2 separate regions of the Gasterosteus aculeatus genome follow, and region 2 is linked to region 1. A link is a contact called in public Hi-C data. All regions are on one chromosome and are shown on one strand. The core of a region is the stretch at or near the end of the contact, and the rest is flanking DNA. Distances in the headings are between cores, read along the strand shown.

Region 1 (2,700 bases), core at 45-2,544:
CCATCCGTCTCTTTTTCCTGCACGGGTAAAGCCACTTCAAATGGGGACGGGCGATTTACAAATCAACTCTCTTCTCAACGAGTATGAGTGTTAGTCTGGCAGAAGTGAACAAGTAAATGTAAATGGCGCACTCTCACTTTTCAATGTCCTGCTCTTTTTTGGGGGGGGCGAACTGCAGGTTTAGATTTGAGCTACATTAATCTTTTTTTTTTATTTTTTTATCTCAGACGCAGCGAGCCAAACCCTAAAATTGATTCTCATGGTTTATTTCTTTGAAACATGTATGCCACGAGCGTTCAGCGAGTGCTACAAAGACTTCACACGGCCCCTGTTTGTCTGGGTTAACGGCTCGTGGAGGAGGGAGCGGATTTGAGAGCGCGATGGAAGAAAAAACAGCAGGTAAAGGCTGAAGGGGAGGCCTTGCTTTAACAAGCTTATCTCGCCCCCTAATTCAGTTTGGGCCTTCAAAGTGCTGAGAGCCGCCGTCGCTAGGGGCGGTTGTATTTTTTGACCGCTACCTGTGACAGCAATTAAAGGTTCCCCTTCAAGCCTGCCTTTGTTTTCGGTGGCAGACTTGACTGCAGGAGTAGAACGAGATTACCTCAACATTCTGCAACTGGAGCATAATCAAAGCCTCACGATGCGAGGTGTCACGCCCGTCTAAATTGACCGGGCAGCCTCTTGCCGCTGTGTTTTTTTCTGCCCCGCTATATCTTAATAGGTTGCTGTGACATTTTTTGTATTGTAACAGGGCTGTTTAAAAAGGTGCTTATACACATTACAGTGAAATATTTCAATTCCAAAGCAGAAGTGAGCATTGCTTTTCAAAAGAACAAAAACACAGATGTAGAGACTGCTACGATTTGAAGGAGGAACTTCATGAATAGTATATTCGCAACAAATGAAGCGTGCATATGTGCTCTGCAGCATCTGCATAATTACATACCTATAACCACAGCGGACTAAAATTATGTCTGCACGCAAACTTCAATGCCTGCTGTCCTACTTTCATTAGCTTAACATCCCACAAATGGAGAACGGGGAGTTCATCCACTCGGATGCCTTTTTAAAAAAGCCAAGAGTTTGCCTTCGACTTGCTACGGCATTTTTCTACATGTGTGACAGGACCCAGGTCTATGCCTAATTATGTACAGAGCAGGGGGGCTGCACCAAAGAACACCCATCTAATACCCGGGGGTAGTTCTCAATCTTACAGTTGCTGGGAGAAAAGAGAGGCTGTAATATGCTGCAGGCACTAACGACGCAGTGTGGTGCGGTGTGGTGCAGCTTGCAATGATATGCACGGTGGTGTTGTGCAATCGGTCTTTATTTGGTGAGAGGCATGTGCCTCTCAAAACTGTACACGTATGTTTGTCTCTCTGGCTTCTACAATTGTATCTTAACATATGGTTATGTGTTTATATGTGTATATGTGTGACTGCAAAATGCCACTGTTTTTCATCCTTTTTTGATTGTGATTGGGTGCTTGGATTCGGCTGCTACCTGAGACATTTGTAGAGGGACATTTAGGCTATTGAAAATGCAGTGCCATCAATTATTCACATATTTCTTCATTGGTATCAAACAGCATGCCCTTTATGGTTATTTCACACACTTAATGTGTCGTTTGTTTTTCCTTTTAGTGTTTTGTTATACAAAAACAACATGTATTTCTGCACCGTTTCTTTTATGTGGAATTGAAGATGTAACACCTGCTGGTTAATGTTTGTGAAAGTCCGACGGGGGTGACATTTAATAATACTTTTTATGTTCCATCACAACGTGAGCTTTTCTGCACTTCTGCACACCTCGCTCTTACATTTCGATTGTTTAAATATAATATACACTCGACATAATTAACATGGTGGAAAAATGTAAAAGCTTGACCTGTGTTTGACATTATTAAAGTATATTTTGCCTACTAAAGTATAGTTGGCCAGGTAAACGTGATGGAGTTATAATACTATATATTCTTTTCTCGTTCTTTTTGGATTCAGCTTGTGTATGTTTTGAATCTCCGCTCAACAGCGTTAAAATACTTTACCAAATAATAAAGCCTAATTGAAAGCTAGAGTTTCAATTGGTGTGTTTACTGGCCAGCATCCATGGCTTATAAATTGTTTGCAACAAATCATAACCTATTCAAAATGAACCCAAATGGAACAGTCTGGTTCTCTGAAGTTGATGCAGCGTATAATTTCTGTTTTGCTGAGGCAACATTGTGGAATCAGCTTTGTTGTTCAATATTCTGTGAATAATTGAAACTGGCTTTTTGCACACGGTGTCTTTATGCAGTAAATCCTCTGATGACATCAAACCAAAAAGAGATACTAACTAGATTTTTCATCTCTAAAACTTACTATGTCACTTTTTTCTTGAGGAACTTACCATTCTTTCTTTCTTTGTTTCTTTCCTCTCTCAGGTGGACTTGCTTGTGCCTGCCAAGGTCACGGGTATAATTACCCAGGGAGCTAAAGATTTTGGCCACGTTCAGTTTGTTGGCTCATACAAACTGGCATACAGTAATGATGGGGAGCGGTGGAAAATATATCAAGATGAGAAACAGGGGAAGGACAAGGTAAGAAGCTTTCACGGCCCATGATGACGGAAAACACATGCACATTGCATGCTATTGGGTCACTTTTACCAACATTAGCTGACAAAACCGAGATGAAACACACATAATTTGTCCTTTGCACT
Region 2 (2,764 bases), core at 71-2,570, 63 kb before region 1:
CTTCTAACGCTCGCTTTTTGCCATCAAATGCTATGCTTAAGAGTTAAGTGAGAGCCCAATAAATGAGCAAAATAACATTGGGAACATTTGTGCTATTTAGTCATTTATTATTTGAGTCAACAAACAAAGGTCAATTAGTGTAAATTTGGATTTGCTAAAGTGAAATTGTCTGATTTATTTAGCTCCAAGTTTCCTCAAACTAAATAGGTTGCCTTAAATATCATACATGGGACATGAATCTGTTTTGTGCACATTGGATTGCAAAACAATCTAATTTCGACGATGCTTCTGTGAGTTAGCAGTTTACATACTAGTTCTTACGAATCAAAGGATTTATGAGATTCTATGTAGGTCATCAAGAACAACCGTTTCAGTTTTCCGATTATGTGTAATTTCACTAAGTAGGTGAAGTAAAAAAAAATGTTTTGGACATGCGATGGCTAAAATGGCGATGTCATGGAATCCATGTGAAGCACTCTTAACCTTTTAATATCCTTGAAATTGAAGTGACTTGCATGTTTATTACACACTCTTAGGTGTTTTCCTGGAGCAACAGACAATGTTATAATGATATAATATATACATAATATTAGAGGATGTCCACATATTATACACATTATGTGTAGCTTTTGTTAAGCAACTCATTGTATGAAACATTTTAATTATTGCCTAATTTAATCTTTTGCTTGAGAACGCCCTTTAGCGCTGGACCCACATATAAAGGCTTTCCACAGAGAAGATACTTGAAACAACTTTATCCAATTTACTGGGACTTGAAGAGTAAGCCATGTGGAGTGGAAAAAAAGAGGTTAAGGGAAGGCAAAGGCATCTGATTTAAAGCCTGAAACCCGGCAGTCTTTTTGGAGCTGCCCTTTAGGAAGAAAGGAGGAGAGGAGAGCCTCAGTCGGTTTACTGTGATTGACCATCAGGCGTTTGGAGCCAAACGGGGGGGACTGTCCTTGAAGCTGTGTCAATTTACACCGCGTAGCCCGGATGAAGAGAGATTGCACCTTCAGAATAATAGCTTAACTTTTTTTTAATTTTCCAAAAGTAACCCAGACAAAAAAAAATCGTTACGTCAGCCATTTAAGGACACATCACTATCTTACGTAAACCTTCACAGTGCACGTCAATTAATGTGAAACAGACTGCATGGAAATACAGAGAAATATTGGCTATAACGCGTGATGTGTTATAGCCAAACTCTTCTTTGTGTTACCAATGGGGAATATTTTGAATCCAAATGAAATGAATTGTGTGGTTTTATTTTAAAGGTCTAGTCCGGAAGTGGAGATTTACGCAGCTCGGGGAGGCTTGATGTCGGATGAGCAGCGGGCGCACACGCCGCCGTCTTCACCACGTCGCTCCACTGCAGTAAGAGCGCAGACGGCAGCGGAGAGAGAGAGAGAGAGAGAGAGAGAGAGAGAGAGGAGAGAGAGAGAGAGAGAGAGAGAGAGAGAGAGAGAGAGAGAGAGAGAGAGAGAGAGAGAGAGAGAGAGAGAGAGAGAGAGAGAGAGAGAGAGAGAGAGTGGGGGGAGGACCAGGCAGCCACAGTTTACTTGTTCCTGCTCGGGGGGGGGAAACAAACCCAGGTGTCGAGCTTGTCTCTCCGCTGACTTTAACACAGGTGGACTTCATCTGAGAGGACACGGAGCAACAGACCCCAGGTCCCACCACCCAGCGAGAGCGCAGGAGACACAACTTTCGGGCTATTTCTCCGTGATTTCTTTTTTTTTTTTTTTTAACACCACACCTGTGTAACCTTGGGAGTCAGCGCAGTTTCACAGTGAGAGGATGGGACCGCTCCTGCTTTCCATCGCCCTGTGCTTGGGAGCCGCTGTCCCGCAGCATGTGATGGGTGAGTTGGAAAGTGACTGGCTGCCATTAGCCGTCTCCAAACATTTAGCGTTTTGTTGTTGTTGTTGTTGCGTAGGAGTAACCCCCAAAACTGAGCAATCGGAGCGTCTTCATGTTTCCATCCGGTTATTTCAAAGAGGGAGGCCCACGTCCATAGCTGAGCGAAATGTAACGTGCGTGTGTGGAGAGTGTGTGTGGTTTTGCGTAATACCAGCAGCCTTTCAGCTGGGTTTGGCACCGTTCTTAGTCCCTGCACGGCTCGCTATGGTTATTTGCTTGGATTACGTTGTTGGGGACACTTGTTTGAGTCGATCAAACAGACTAATTAATGGGGTTTTTCCCCGTGCGTAATTTCTGTTTGACAAAAAGGGCGAACCAGGCGCGCGCATTCCAACGTAGCGCCGTATACATCGCTCCATCATTTTGTGCGCCCTCGAAGTGATCCTCCTCAAGACGTTTATTCGCTCCTGCGTGCTCCTCTCCGGGAATAAAACCCGTGCGTCCAGATATAAAGCCCTATAGTTGGGGGAAAAAAATAAATTACGTACATTCTTCGTCCGTAACAGTAACGGATAAATGGAAAGACTTCTCTAGACAACGTGGGCTGTGGGCAGACAAATGCTTTCGCTCGGTGGGGATGTGCTGGATACAGAAAGCCTTCTGTAATAGTTGGATCACGGCACTATTATTGACTTTCGGAAGAGAGAAGAGTCAGTTGTGCCTTCTAATGTAGAATTTGGCCCAAAAACGGTCAGACTGCGTTATGTCGAGTGGAAATTGCTGTAAGCTTATTCACCCTGACCCACTGGATCAGCATTCAAATGATTGCCCCCCCCCCCCCCCCCCCCCCCCCACCCTCCCCCTCCCTTGCCCCTCCATTTCTGGTGATAGGAATATTTAAGCTTTG

The links. A called contact is a pair of places that touch in the nucleus more often than the background predicts.
Region 2: a Hi-C map of skeletal muscle shows a contact between it and region 1, with 2.5 times the contacts expected there. The contact joins the promoter of edil3a here to the enhancer-like site in region 1.

Annotation. Positions count from the first base shown.
Region 1 is chr13:11,857,690-11,860,389 of fGasAcu3.hap1.1, reverse strand. It overlaps edil3a (EGF like and discoidin domains 3a), which reads left to right. Exons shown (of 10, transcript XM_040195851.2): 9 at 2,423-2,578. Among protein-coding and RNA genes, the nearest start is that of LOC144386315, 25 kb to the right of the region's middle. Within about 2 kb of position 1,294, at least 1 of the 9 cell types and tissues checked has open chromatin away from gene starts, as enhancers often do.
Region 2 is chr13:11,920,999-11,923,762 of fGasAcu3.hap1.1, reverse strand. It overlaps edil3a (EGF like and discoidin domains 3a), which reads left to right and starts at 1,320. Exons shown (of 10, transcript XM_040195851.2): 1 at 1,320-1,858. The coding sequence starts at 1,795.